Linked DNA regions of Mus musculus: all the other regions are linked to region 2. Evidence: chromatin contacts called from public ChIA-PET and HiChIP or PLAC-seq data. All regions are on one chromosome and are shown on one strand. Each heading gives the region's core, a stretch centred on a gene start, on an enhancer-like site or on the middle of the called end of the contact. The rest is flanking DNA. Distances are from core to core; before and after follow the strand shown.

What was found. ChIA-PET counts read pairs in DNA pulled down with a chosen protein or histone mark. HiChIP or PLAC-seq counts read pairs in DNA pulled down with a chosen protein or histone mark.
Region 1: an RNA polymerase II ChIA-PET map of memory CD8 T cells shows a contact between it and region 2, with 23 read pairs. The contact joins two enhancer-like sites. A contact is called at or near these places in 3 of 484 Hi-C or Micro-C datasets (CD4 T cells and CD8 T cells) and 2 of 115 datasets of contacts at active chromatin or transcription factors (astrocytes and memory CD8 T cells).
Region 3: a contact with region 2 is called in an H3K27ac HiChIP or PLAC-seq map of T-cell acute lymphoblastic leukemia, with 4 times the contacts expected there. The contact joins two enhancer-like sites. A contact is called at or near these places in 1 of 15 datasets of contacts at CTCF or cohesin (embryonic stem cells) and 4 of 115 datasets of contacts at active chromatin or transcription factors (T-cell acute lymphoblastic leukemia, effector CD8 T cells, large pre-B cells and 1 more).

Annotation. Positions count from the first base shown.
Region 1 is chr7:74,696,295-74,700,742 of GRCm38.p6, forward strand. It overlaps the pseudogene Gm7726. Among named protein-coding and RNA genes, the nearest start is that of Gm30459, 67 kb to the right of the region's middle. Within about 2 kb of position 1,872, at least 26 of the 459 cell types and tissues checked have an H3K27ac peak or open chromatin away from gene starts, as enhancers often do. A contact at or near this core is called in CD8 T cells and memory CD8 T cells, where this site is marked.
Region 2 is chr7:75,368,600-75,373,509 of GRCm38.p6, forward strand. No RefSeq gene overlaps it. Among named protein-coding and RNA genes, the nearest start is that of Sv2b, 62 kb to the left of the region's middle. Within about 2 kb of position 3,597, at least 149 of the 459 cell types and tissues checked have an H3K27ac peak or open chromatin away from gene starts, as enhancers often do. A contact at or near this core is called in CD8 T cells, T-cell acute lymphoblastic leukemia, effector CD8 T cells and 1 more, where this site is marked.
Region 3 is chr7:75,908,490-75,913,233 of GRCm38.p6, forward strand. No RefSeq gene overlaps it. Among named protein-coding and RNA genes, the nearest start is that of Klhl25, 63 kb to the left of the region's middle. RefSeq lists an enhancer at 1,494-2,193. Within about 2 kb of position 2,007, at least 92 of the 459 cell types and tissues checked have an H3K27ac peak or open chromatin away from gene starts, as enhancers often do. A contact at or near this core is called in T-cell acute lymphoblastic leukemia, effector CD8 T cells and memory CD8 T cells, where this site is marked.

The sequences.
Region 1 (4,448 bases), core at 622-3,121, 670 kb before region 2:
GACCTTTGTTGGGTCTTAATTAGGATTTTATTGCTGGGAGGAGACACCATGGCCATGGGCATTCTTATAGAAGACAGTTAACTAATGCTGACTTAGGCAGTTCAGAGGTTTAGTCCATAGTCACCATGGCGGAAAACATAACAGCATGCAGGCAGATGTGATGCTAGAGAAGGAGCCTCGAGCTCTGCATATGAATCATCAGGCAGCAGAAAGAGAAACCCTGGGTTTGGATTCAAAGGCAACCTCTAGTAACAGACTTGCTCTAACAAGGCCACACCTTCTAATACAGCTACTCCCTATAAGCCTATGGTGCTCCTTTTTATTGGAACAACCACATTGGGGGACAATTTAAGAATGGCCACTATTTATACGCACTTTTCGAAACCTATTACTGACAGGCTTTTAAGTATTTGAAATGGCAGAAAAGTAACAACAAGCCCTCTTGCCGAAGCCCTCATTCACTCTGTGACTCTCAAGGCTGTGAACAATGTTTAGGATGATTTAGCACCAACATGCACTTCCATAGTTCACTGTGAGCGTCTGTTCCTTTGCCTTGCAGTCGCCACTTGCCAGTCTGAGAGCTCTGTGAAAACAGGAAGAAATAACAGGTCATAAAACCACAATTGGAAATTATGACAATTATGACAATCCTGACCAGTCTTTTACCTCTTGGGACAAGGTATAGAACAGTTGTTCCCACCTGGCTGACCGTCAGTTATATTTTCTCTCCTCTACAAAGTTGGTTCCTTTTGACTTTTATACTTTCTCCCATCTCTTCAGCTGCTCTCCAGACTCGACACAGTCACTCTTGCTAGGATCTGCTCTCACCGATACAGGCTGCAGTATGAGCTGTGACCTCTGATATGACAAGAGCAATCTCATGCACGTAAACCTGTGAATTCTTTTGGAACTTTGTGCCCCTCTTTCACATCCAACTTCCCTTTAGCAGTACAACTTGGATAAGCTATTTAAACACAGTACTTCTGTTATAGTGTAATATTGGAATACCAGCTATGCTCCTATCATTGGGTTTTTCTGGGAAGCTTCCATATTAATACATATAAAGAAACTAGAAAAGGGTCTACTGTATACTTCGAAGGCTCCAAAAATAGTGGAAGCTACCATAGCAACCATCCTAATCACCATCGTTTTTTTCTTCTAGTTTACTCTGTGACTTGACATTACTGGCCAGGAGCAATGAAATAACACAGAGCAAAGCAATGAACAACTGGAACAAAGGTTGAGAAAAATATAGACTGGGTGAACCTGAAATATAGTCAGTCCAGGAAGATAAAGAGCTAATTAACTCCAGAGAATGGGCTGCATACAACACCTACCAAAGCACCAATTGTGTTCTTAAATGGTGCCTTGTCTTAGCACGTTTGCCCTTTGCAAGATGCATTGTATGCGTACACTTTCTTAGAGACCAAATTTTCTGTTCCTATAAAACGTGATGGCAGCAGTCATGGCCCTAACTCAGACAGAAACAATCAGTGTGGACCCTCTTCTTAAATCGGAGCTGTGCGGCCAACAGTGATTAGAAAAAGAGCACAGACACTGTCAGAATAATGAATTTAAGCAAAAGGGAAACCTCAAGATGAGGAAGATTATCGAGGTGCAGAGGCTGAGCTGTGTGAAAAAATGAAAGAGAAAGAAAGAGAGGAAGGGGGAGGGGGAGGGGGAGAGGGAAAGGGACAAGGGACAGGGAGGGGAAGGAGATCTCATTCACTGATAATGGGAGAAATAACTTGCTGATGTCTAATGTGGTGTGGGGAGCAGACAGAAACAATGGATGTTTAGGTGAGAGCTGAACATTTCAAGGTCATTTGTGGGTCTATGACAGAAGGAGACCATGACTCTCTTCAAGCTCAAACAGGAAGAAAAAGAAACCAAGCTACAGATCAGGCAGAGAGATTAATATAGAGAATCAAATGGCAGTGTTAGAGCCAAATGGAGGGTTGAAAATGAACAGTGTGATGGAAAATTATGCTAGGAAGCCACTCCTCAATCCTAAGCTTAGGTGCTTTGGGGATCAAGGTGGATGAAGAAAGAAATGGTGAGGGCTGCAGAGACAGCTCAGCAGTTAAGAGCATCTACTGCTCTTATAGTGGACCCAGGTTCAGTTCCAGGACCCACATCATGTAACTGCGTGATAACTAGAGTTTCAGAGGATCTAATGCTCTCTTCTAGACTCAGGGCACTTACATATATAGGGCAAGTATGCATACATACACACACACACACACACACACACACACACACACACACTCATGCACACACACACACACACACACATATAAATATACATACTCAGGCACACACATATTAATAAAATAAATAAATATATTTTTTAACTTTTTGTTCTTTTTTATTATTTTCTTTTATTACATTTCAAATGTTATCCCCTTTCCTAGTTTCCCCTCCGAATATTTCCTATCCCCTCCCCCGTCCCCCTGCTCACCAACCCACCCACTTTTGCTTCCTGGCCCTGGCATTCCCCTATATTAGGGCATAGAACTTTCACAGGACCAAGGGCCTCCCCTCCCATTGGTGAATGACTAGGCCATCTTCTGCTACTTATGCAGCTGGAGCCCTGAGTCCCACCATGTGATTTCTTTGATTGGTGGTTTAGTCTCAGGGAGTTCTGGGGGTACTGGTTAGTTCATATTGTTGTTTCTCCTTTGGGGCTGCAAACCCCTTCAGCTCCTTGGGTTCTTTCTCTAGCACCTTCACTGGGGACCCTGTGCTCTGTCCAGTGGATAACTGTGTATTTGCCAGGCACTGGCAGAGCCTCTCAGGAGACAGCTACATCAGGCTCCTTTCAGCAAGCTCTTGTTGGCATCTGCAATAGTGTCTGAGTTTGGTGATTGTTTATAGGATGGATCCCCAGGTGGGGCAGTCTCTGGATGGTCATGCCTTCAGTCTCTGCTCCAAACTTTATCTCTGTAACTCCTTACATGGGTATTTTGTTCCCCCTTCTAAGAAGGATCGAAGTATCCACAGTTTGGACTTCCTTCTTCTTGAGTTTCATGTGTTTTGCAAATTGTATCTTGGGTATCCACTTATCAGTGAGTGCATATCATGTGTGTTCTTTTGTGATTGGGTTACCTCACTTAGGATGATATCCTCTAGATCCATCCCATTTGTCTAAGAATTTCATAAATTAATTGGTTTTAATAGCTGCATAGTACTCCATTGTGTAAATGTACCATATTTTCTGTATCCATTCCTCTGTTGAGGGACATCTGGGTTCTTTCCAGCTTCTGGCTATTATAAATAAGACTGCTATGAACATAGTGGAGCATGTGTCCTTCTTAACAGTTGGATCATCTTCTGGGTATATGCCCAGGAGTGATATTGCTGGATCTTCTGGTAGTACTATGTCCAATTTTCTGAGGCACTGCCAAATTGATTTCCAGAGTGGTTGTACCAGGCACATACATATTTATAAAATAAATAAATATATCTTTAAAGAACAAAAAAGTGACTTATTCACTGCCAACTATCTTCACTGCATGTCCTTTTGCTGCTCCATTGCCTGGTCCTATGCTGATTTCAATGGAAGAAGTCACTGTGGTCATCAGTGACAATGACTCTGCCATGTGCAAAGCTGATTTTGCTGAAAAACATGCCTGCAGAGCCATGTTTTCCTTCATTGACTAGTACCCATGACACTAGGGTGTCATGGTAGCCAGTAGACAGAAGGACTCCTATGTCAGATATGAGGACAAGATCAAGAGAAGTATCTTGATCCTGATGTACCCTATTGAATACTGCATTGTCACCAATTGGAAGGGTCTACCATCATACCTTCTACAATGAGCTGCATGTGGCCAGGAGGAAAATCCAGTGCTTCTGACTGGGGTATCACTCCCAATCCTAAGACAGAAGATGACACAGATAATGTTTGAAATCTTCAACACCCGAACCATGGGTGTAGCCATTAAGATGGTGCTGTCTGGGCACACCATTGGCATTGTCATGGCTCCCGGTGGCTGGTCACACATAAAACGACTATCTATGAGGACTACTCCCTTCTTCATGTCATTTGTGTGTGTGTGTGTGTGGACTTGACTAGCTGATACCTATCAGACTACCTCATAAAGAGTTTGACTAGTGAGGGCCATTGCTTCAACTCATGGCTGAATAGGAGATTGTGTATGACATTAATGACAGGTTGTGTCATCCCTGGATTTTGAGCAAGAAATGGCCACTACTTCATCATGCTGCTCCTTGAAGAAGAACTACCAATCACCTGATGTGCAGGAGATTGGTATCATCAATGAGAGATTTGGTGTCCAGAAGTGGTCTTCCAGCATTTTTTCCTGGGCATGCAGTCCTGTGTCTTCCATGAGACCACCTTCAACTTTATCCCCTTGTAGCTTGTCATTGCTGACAAGATTCAGAAGTTCAATACACTGTCTTCCAGGACAGTGAAGGTCAAGATC
Region 2 (4,910 bases), core at 2,347-4,846:
ACAACACTGGTATATCTTAAAGACGTTTTGTTAAGTGAAACAAGCCAGTCACGAAAAGAGTAGATGGTTCTTCCTACATGAGGTTCCTAGAAGGACGGATTCATTGAGACAGAGGAAAAAGAATGGCTTCCGAGGGCAACGGGAAGGTATGGATAATTAATGGTTAATTTTAAGTGAGATTACAGTTGATGAAAATAAAGGCATTCTGAGAATCGTGAGCGTTGTGGTCATGAGTGTATATAATACCCCTGAACCACACTCAGTGGGGAATGGTGCTTGCTGTCAAATCTGACCACCTGACTTTAAACCCCAGAATCAATTTGGTAGAAGGAGAGAAATGACTCTTGGAAAGTGTCTTCTGACCTCCCCATGTGTCAGGCTTGCTTGTGCACACACAGAATGAATGAATGAGTGAGTGAATGAATGAATTAATGAATGAGCAAACAAACAAATAGATAAACAAATAAAGCAAAAAGTTTTAATGAGCTGAAGAGATGGCTCAGTGGGTATAAGCTCTTGCCTCCCATCCTGAAATCTGAGTTCCTGGCCTGAACTCACATGGGAGGAGAGAACTGACTGCTGCAAGCTGCCCTCTGACCTCCGTAATCAAGGCTGTCTCACATGCATACACACACACACACACACACACACACACACACACACACATGTATACGCACACGTACGCATGCATATACACACGCACAACCACCCCCCAAATACATAAATGTAATTTTAATTATTAAAATGTTGAAGCTTGTGTTGAATCCTATAATAATGGGAATTTTAAAAAGACAAGACAGAAGGCTATATTGAACCTGACAAGAGCTGCCTGAGGAGTTGGGGCTCAGGACATGTGGGCGTTTGCTTATAAAGGGAGTTTCCAATGAGGCCCCATCGCTAATCAACTGCCCCTCCCAGTGTGGGGGCAGTGCGATTGGCTCGGCTGAAGATGCAAGGTATCCTTCATGTAAGTGGGTGTAACACTAAACAATGCTCTGTGTTGCTATGGGAACACACATATTTATGTAAACACACAGGAGTCTGGAAGCAACACTCCTCACTACAGCTGTCTTTTTGGAAAGACATTAAACTAATAAGGGAGATTTGTGGCTTGATCAGAATGTTTTTCTTAACAGTACCAAGTGTGAGTATTTGCATGACTTGAAGTTAAGTGAGAAAAGGTTAGTGTGCTGGCTTCCTTGCCTTTACTAAGTATGTTAACAAAAATGGCAGTGGCTGCAGATGAGCACCATTCTGTTTGCAACGGGCAGTAGTTAATGCTGAGACTCCTAACCAATCAAGTGACTTTTGAGCACTCACCCCTAAATGGAACATCTATATCACCCTTCCAAAGCTCATGAAACATTAAGGAAGACGGAGCAGAGATAATGTAAGAGCTACAGCCTGAAGGTGGGAGCGGGGTGCTATGAAATCCATGCTGTCTTCTGCACATAATTGCGGTACCTATGAAGTCCTGGCAACTGTGGCTATCTGCACAAGACAGGGCCCACTAACATTCCCTGTGGGTGGTGGGCGAGCTCATGAGGCCCCACCTCTCCCTGAGGAGCGATGGGCAGTAATGATTGCAGGGGTAGAAGTCACATTCCTCAGTGGTGTGGACAGTGGCAAGTTGTCCTTGCTCAAGCTAATAACTCCCCCAACCTTTCTCATTAAAGCAACCAAACTTAAACGCAGTAAGGAACAACCATGTTAAAACTTAAAAAGACATGGAAGTAGGAAGGGCACTTGCTGGGAAGAAGGGTGTTAACAAGAGGGTCAGGGAGAGAAGATAGGAAAACTGGGGAGGAGTTGGGAACATGGCTCGGGGAACACTGGCCTCAGAGACAGTGCTGGTGGTGCACACCCATGCAGGCAAAACACTCATACGTATGAAATAAAAATAGTAAGTGACTTTTTAAATGTCTCTCATTGTCCTGGCATTGACCTTGAAAGGCGTGTGGGAAATTGTGCTGCTAGGTCCACCCTACGCACCCCTACTCCCTGCCATCTGAGGGCTGAGGATCTTGGACCACAGCCTTCCTTCGTGCACTGAACAGCAGCTTGACTCACCTCTCTGGGACTCTTCCTTGCTTTTATTTTCTGCAATGCTTTGTGAGAAAAGTGTGTACCCCAGTGTCAAGGAAGCTTCTGGTGGGGCTCCGCTGCCAGCTCGTGGCTCCACTTCCTCAATCTCTGCGCTTCTGTTTCTCTTTTTTTTTTTTTAAACTCAAACCTGTGTGCTTCTGTGTCATTTATAAAATACTGTTTAAAATGTTTCAAGTGTAGCAACAGCTGCTACTATAAGGCTGTTACATTTAAAAAATACTAGGAACTATGTTAATCTTTGAAAACCCCAGAAGATCTGCTGGGAAAGGAAGGCAGGATGGTGTAAAGCCTGCCTCTCCAGCCTTTTCAGCGTATTGCTGTTGGATATATCACTGTCAGGGGCTTGCGACAAGCTCTTCCCTGGTTCTCCATGCTGTAGAGTGCCTGCCCCAGCAGATGGCAGAAGAGAACTGAGATGATGGAGAAGAAACCTGCCCAGGCGATTCACTCAGTCTGTGCTCTGAACACAGAACATCCTCATTCTAGTATATAATCTGAAACAGCCCTGCATAGTGATGTCATAGATTTACTAAATCGTATAAACACAGATGGGTCTGGAAGGTCTGTCAGTGACCGCTACAGTGAAATCAGTCTCTCCAGGGTTCCGGACACAGAAATGCCTACCCCAGTGTCCTCTGCCCGTAACCCCAGCTACTGTTCCCTCCTACCCTACCCTCCTTGTTAGGGTGACTAACTCGGTTTAATTTTCATGTCTCAAAGTAGATACCCAAAGGAAAACTACCTCTGATGGGACATGAAAGATTGAATTGGTATTTGCTTTCTTTTTTATTATATTTACCTCTCTCTCTCTTTCTCTCTCTCTCTCTCTCTCTCTCTCTCTCTCTGTGTGTGTGTGTGTGTGTGTGTGTGTGTGTGTGTGTGTGTTTCAAAGAAGCTAGAGTTACCTGCACAAAACCAAGCCAGTCACTAAGTACATGAATCCAAGAATGGGGTGGGCTCAGGCCCAGCACTAGCTGAGGAGATTTTGACAACTAAGGTAAGGGTTGTTACAGAAAGAGAAGTCATTTTTCCTCTGGCCCTTGCTGGGTTGCCCATATGCATACTGGTAAGACTAACTGGACTCAGTAGATTATTTAAAAGAAGGAGGAGGGGGAGGAGGAGGAGGAAGGGAAGGAGGAAGAAGAGTAGAGGGACATAAAGGGGAAGGACACGTGTGGGGGACTCTGGAGAAAGGAGTGGGGAGCAGGGCTATTATCAGACACATTGTCTAAATTATGAAATTGTCAAAGAACAAATAAAAATATATTTTTAATGAAACCACAGTCCCCGGATCTTGGCCCCTTGCTATCTATATCTGTGTGGAAGACATTTGGTCGGTTAAATCACCATCCGACTTGAAGGACTGGGCCAGGACGGGGGCACAGTTAGGAAGGAAGAGGAGGAGATGCAGCTGCTGTGAGAGTCACAGCCCTGTCTGCTGATTAGAGGATGTGGCTTTCTCACATGGACTCGCACAGCAGACAGGCTGCATGTGGTTTCCCAGGCCCACATGCTCTCTCTGCCCTTAAACAGGCTACCTCCTGGGGGCCCTCAGAGTCATCTACACCACGAACTGACAACATATGGGGCTTCTGTGAGGATTCCATGAGATCACAGATGGAAAGGGACCAGGCATGCAGTGACTCTGACTCCCATGCAACTGGGTGACAGGTGCAGGAAGATGTCATCGTTTTAGAATAACCATTAATCCAATTATTTTCTTTCCAATAATATGTAAAATATATAGTCATTGAGAAAATATATAGTCTGGAGAAACAGAGAAAATAAATGAAACTAAGATCATGTCATTCTGCTACCAGAAAGTAATAAACAGACTTGAAAAGACTTGAAGTCTGGCCATGTGATGCACTTAGGAAATTTGCATGAGTTTTCAAAAATTACTTCATCCCCAGTGTTTACTTTAGCTCTGTCATCAATAATTTGATCACCGAGCTTTGTGTCTAAAATCCAATTAAGTCTTCATTTCAGTTCCCCAGGTGTTTAGTTAGTAATAAATTCACATCATACTTAATAAGAAAAATATTTCAAATAGTTTCACACTTGGATGGATTTCCTAGGATCAGGATTGGGGAGCGCTGCCGTCAACATTAACTAGTCTTAATTAGTGGGAAACCTCACTTAGCCCCTGGAAATGTCATTTCCTCATCAATAAAGTGATGATGCTTATCTCCAATGAGACGTTGAGATTCTGAAAGGCAGTTCTCGCCATTATTACTCTGGCACAACTGGCATAAACTGAGGCTGTTCCAGGAACTTCTGGATATGGCCACCCCACCCATCTGAAAATGATCTGAACCAGATGATCTCAGAGGTTTCTTCCGGCCTCGTGTTGTCTCGCCCTGTAACAGGAATTGGGGCAGAGAACAGTTGTATCTGTTTAAACGCACTCTCTGTTCAGACACACAAAAATGTTGTCTCACCTCTGACACAGTTTCATTTATCACAGTCTATGCCATGGTAACGTCACTGATAACGCAGAACTTCCATGTGGGAGAAGAGGGAACAGATGGACTCATGCTCTCTTCTCTTCATCCCAGCAGATGATCACAGACTGTGTAATCTGCTCGTCATACTTGTTGGAAGGAGGACCCTGAGTTGTTAGAGCTTCTGGTATTGAAATCTGTGTCCAATAAACTCACTGAGATGCAGCTCTCCAGCCTCACACTCAACCTTGCTTTCTGTGGTTCGAACACTGTTGGAAACCACTGAATTCCCTCACTCATTGCTATGAGTTAATATGATGTGGGTGGGGGGAATAAAAGAAACACTAGAAGAAAAAAAAA
Region 3 (4,744 bases), core at 757-3,256, 540 kb after region 2:
GAGATAGCTGATTCACGACACACATACCACCTGTAGTGGTTCTGTCCAATGTTAGCATGTCTGTGTTTCTGGAGCTTAAAGCCTTCATTTTCATCTTATATATGACATGCCTCAAATAGGCCAGGCTCTTTAGAGTGATAGACCTTGGTTGACAGATTATCTATCCTTTGGAGATGTTCACTAAAGGTTTCTCTTTATGGCTTGTGTCACAAGCTGCCATTCCTCAGGGGAAGAGGAACAGGCAGAAGAGCAGTGGCCTGGACCTGAAAGTGGTCCCCTGTTGTACAGATGGGCAAAGCATTCCCTGTGTGAGTTTCAGCTGCACACACAAGTGGATTCGGTGCATGCAAGGGCTGCTAAAGACCCCGAGGACAGGTTGTTCCCAGTCCCATCCTAGCCAGACAGCACTGCACGAGTCCTCTGGAATCTGGGTATGCAGAGGCTAAGAGATTTTGAATTTATAGAATCAACTCCCTGTTCCATGAAGAAATGAATGTGCTTCTCATAGAAACAGAGTACGGATACGTTATTATGAAAATATCTCTCCCATGCCAAGAGACTAGACCTTTTGTTGAGACTCACAATGGAGTTAATAGTGGAGCTGAGGTCGCTTAGTACTCAAGGCTGACACCCTGCTGTGTAACCCACCTTTGAGAGAACAGTGTCACAACCAACCTTACTCACCTTGAATTTCCCGTGTAGTCGTCATTGAGCACCTAAACTAAGGCCTAGCTGAGATCTTAAGTTATGCACTCTTTCAGGTCCCAGACCCAGAGAGCCATGCATGTTTGTTTGTACTCGTGCTGTGATAGTCATGTGCTGAAAACTGAATAGGTTAAAAAAAAAAAAAAGACCTTATACCAAACATCTGCCGTAAGTGTCAGCAGCAGCAGATACTGCTTGATCTATTTGCAGTTCTGTCAGCAATCTGGGTAAGTTGGAGTAAATAAATTAATTCCTTGTAAAACTCTGTTAAAAATTTCCATAAAGTATCCCACAGTCTTTCCTCACATGACACTTCCTGTGCTGTTGAAATAAAGAGCAAAGCCCTTTGTTATGGACAGACAGGTCAGCCAGTGCTCGTGTAGGCACCGATCAGACACATTTGACTACAGATAGGGGAGAAATGACAAGCTAGAGAGAGAGGGAAGACAGAGAGAAGTGGAAATCTTAAATCTGGACTCTGTCTTGGTCAAACTTTCTTAATGTATCACAGGCATATATCGGTGACTTCTGAGTTCATCAAGGGTGCATTTAACTGTCATGAAACAGATTATTGGCTGAATAAATGGACCAATGGCACAGGGAGGCTCACTTATTTCTGGTCCTCTGAGTGTTGCTTGCTATTATCCCTGTATGCGTGACTGCAGTGATTCCTGACTTACTGAGAGCCACACATGGGATAGTCATGCTGAGCATCCTGAACATCAGATGGGCTGCTGTTTGATGTGTTCTGTGGGAAGAAAAAGGCTTTGAAGAGCTTGATGTGGGTGGGCAGATCTCTCAAATAATAAAGGACTTTCAAGATAGCTAGTGGAGCCAAGCCAAACTAAACCAAGCCAAGCCAAACCAAGCCAAACCGAATGCAAACTCAAACCCAACACACCTGTTCCTTCCCATTCAAGGTCTTAAGGTTTACGGGCGGCAAAATCATTACTATGCCACTAGATGGCACTGCTAACCCACACTTGCTTGACTGAACGGGTTTCTATGGTAACAAGCTTACAAATTTATGGGAGAGAATTGGCCTTGTCCTCTGGCCTGTGTGTGTGTGTGTGTGTGTGTGTGTGTGTGTGTGTGTGTGTGTGTGTATGGGTTTGAGTGTTCAGAAGCCTGATGTCTGCACAGGGACTGTTGACGTAGCGCTGTCAAAGAGACAGAGAATCAAGTAAACATTCTACTGTGTACGGAAGGGAGAGCAGAGAAAGCACTGCTCCTAATGCCTGGTGGCTCTCGGACTGAGATCTTTGATGCACGTAGCAAGGAAGTGGCTCTGAAGCAGGCTGGGAGCCGAGTAGGCTGCGGTCTGCATTTGCTCTTGAGTGAAAGTCATTGTAGTAGCTCAGGCAGGGGTGTGTGTGGGAGCTGCTTGAACTGACAGTGTCCTGTGGAGGCAATGCTGGGAGTCATTCCATCTGCCCACACATCCAGCCCTCTCCATTGCTGGATGTATAGACATTCATGGTGTCCCTCTCTTGGAAGTGGGCATCTCACGCTCTCTGTATAAGATGCGTTTCCGGAATATGGTGCTGTCAGCATGTCATCAAACGACCACACTTTTCTCTGCTGCTCCCTACCCTGAAGCTGCTGCTTGGGTTTCTAGAGCTAGGCAGGAAGTACTTCTCATGCGCACGAGAATTCTGGGGTGCCGTGCATGGGGCGGCCAGGGGAGTGAAGGCACCCACTGGGGATCCAGTTTCTCAGTGGCAAGGGAGCTTGTGGGCAGACCTTCTGTGTGGGTCCTAATGGAGCCCTGAGTCCCAGGATGGAACCAGAGCAGTGTGCTCATGTCATAGGCTTGGTAGCAGTGGTTGGGCCAGGTCATCTAGATTTAGAATTTGTGCTGCTTGTTTTTTTTTTTTTTTTTTTTTTTGATGATTCTAGTCTATATACTTATATGAGACATTGAGACATTATTTAATTTTAGATTTTAGCCCTCTTAGAGGAAAGAGAAGAAGAGGATGGAGTCAATACAAGAATTCTACAATGAAAACCCCATCATTGGAGTTTAGTCTGGGTAACTGTTATGGCTATTTTCTAGAATAGTTTAAAAATGGAAATATCTTGAAATAACATCAGAATGACAGGAAAGTTAGAAGACTATGAAATTTGTCATTTATTTTTCTCCCATCCTGCCAAAAGTTAGCCCCTTCTTGTATGATACAGGTAATTTTTCTGGTATTTAAGTTTTTCTCTTGTGAGACAGTGCCTTGGTATCTATCCCCTACTTCTTGTCATGGGCACCTTCTTGCCTCAGTTTCCTAAGTGCTGGGGGTATGGGAGTGGGACACCTTGCATGGCTCAAAGGTATGTAGTTGCTTAAGTGACATTTAAAAAAAAGTATGATATGACATCTCCTTGTGTTTAATTATTTTAATCACACTTTACTAAGAACAAGAAAATTCTCTCATAAAACTACATTACAATTATCAAAGGCAGGAAACTGGGCTAAGGAGGTCGCTCTGTTAGCAAAGGGCTTGGCTTGCGAACATGAGCACCAGAGTTTATGCCTCAGAATCAGTAAGACGTTGGGTGTGGTGGTGATGCCAATAATCCCAGTCTTAGTTAGGGTTTTACTGCTCTGAACAGACACCATGACCAAGACAACTCTTATAAGGACAACATTTCATTGGGGCTGGCTTACAGGTTCTGAGGTTCAATCCAATATCATCAAGGCAGGAGTATGGCAGCATTCAGACAGGCATATTTTTTTTCTTTACCCATATTTCCTCAACGATAATATCTTGCAAAAGAATTAGCACAATGCTCCAGCTAGGGCTTTGACATTGATGCTGCAAGATACAGGGGAAGTGCCCTGTCCACTTATGTCCTTCCCATACAGAAGCCCTCTTAGCCCCTGGCCCATGGGTTCTCCACGTTTACAGCTTAGTCATTTCATATATTTCTATGTAGCTTCGATCATGTAGTGTGTAACCTTTTGGAGTTGTACTTTTTTTTCTGTCCTCATGCTTTCTTTTCTGGAGTTTTACATTGTAAATGCAGTGTTCTCTTTAGAAAACATCACTTCAAGGGTGGGAGGTGGTTAGGAGGGACAGCAGGGAGCCAGTGGGAACAGGAAAGGACATCGTGAAAGTTCTGTGATGAAACTCGTTACTTTATATGCTGAGCATATTGTTACTGAATAGCATTCTACAGCATGGTGGGCCAAGGGCTTATAGTCTTTCATTTTGGAGCTCAGTTTACTTGGCCATGCGTCAGAATGCACAAGCATCCGCTTAGATGGTAGGCAGGGAGCTGGAGAGATGACCCAGTGGCTAAGAGCACTTGTTGCTCAGCTAGAGCACCTGGGTTTGACTTCCAGCATGCACATGGTGGCTCACAGTCACCTGTAACCCCTAGCCACTCACTTGGGGCATAGTCACACAGATAAATTAAATATAAAAAAAAAATGAAAAAGTTTCTACCAAAAGTGCAATACTCAAGAAAAAGTGTTTTGAAAAGCTTTAATGGTAGATATGTATGCATACTAGATTTTATTATTTCTTAAATAATGAGATACACTGAACACAAAACAGTCTTCCAGGAAGAACACGGTAGAGACGAGAATTTCCCAGCCCTCACTGGGATACCACTCTGAAGTGGCACCGTTAACAATGCCTCTTGCTAGTATATACTTTCCCAAGTTTCTGATTATATTAAGAAAGACAGTAACGAAGACTAATTCGGCATTGTTCACAGATCCAGCTTGGGTTGTGCACATTTTATATCGTTTAGACTTCGAATTTCTTTCAGTTAGCTAGAATGTTAGAATTATGAAGGATGCTATAAACCCAAAATATAAGTGACTGTAAGGGAAATTCTGGGGGATGTTTAATAATCCTGTAAGAAATATGAGCTATGTAGTTCCAGGACGTTTAGCACTCCAGTGAATAAATAAAATATTGATAACATTTGTAGTCTTCTTTCCAAATCCCTGTATAGGTTGGTTATTTAAACTGATCCTCATGCTATATTTTTTAAAAATTAATCTCACATTAGGAAAAGATGGGAGGTCACATTCTTT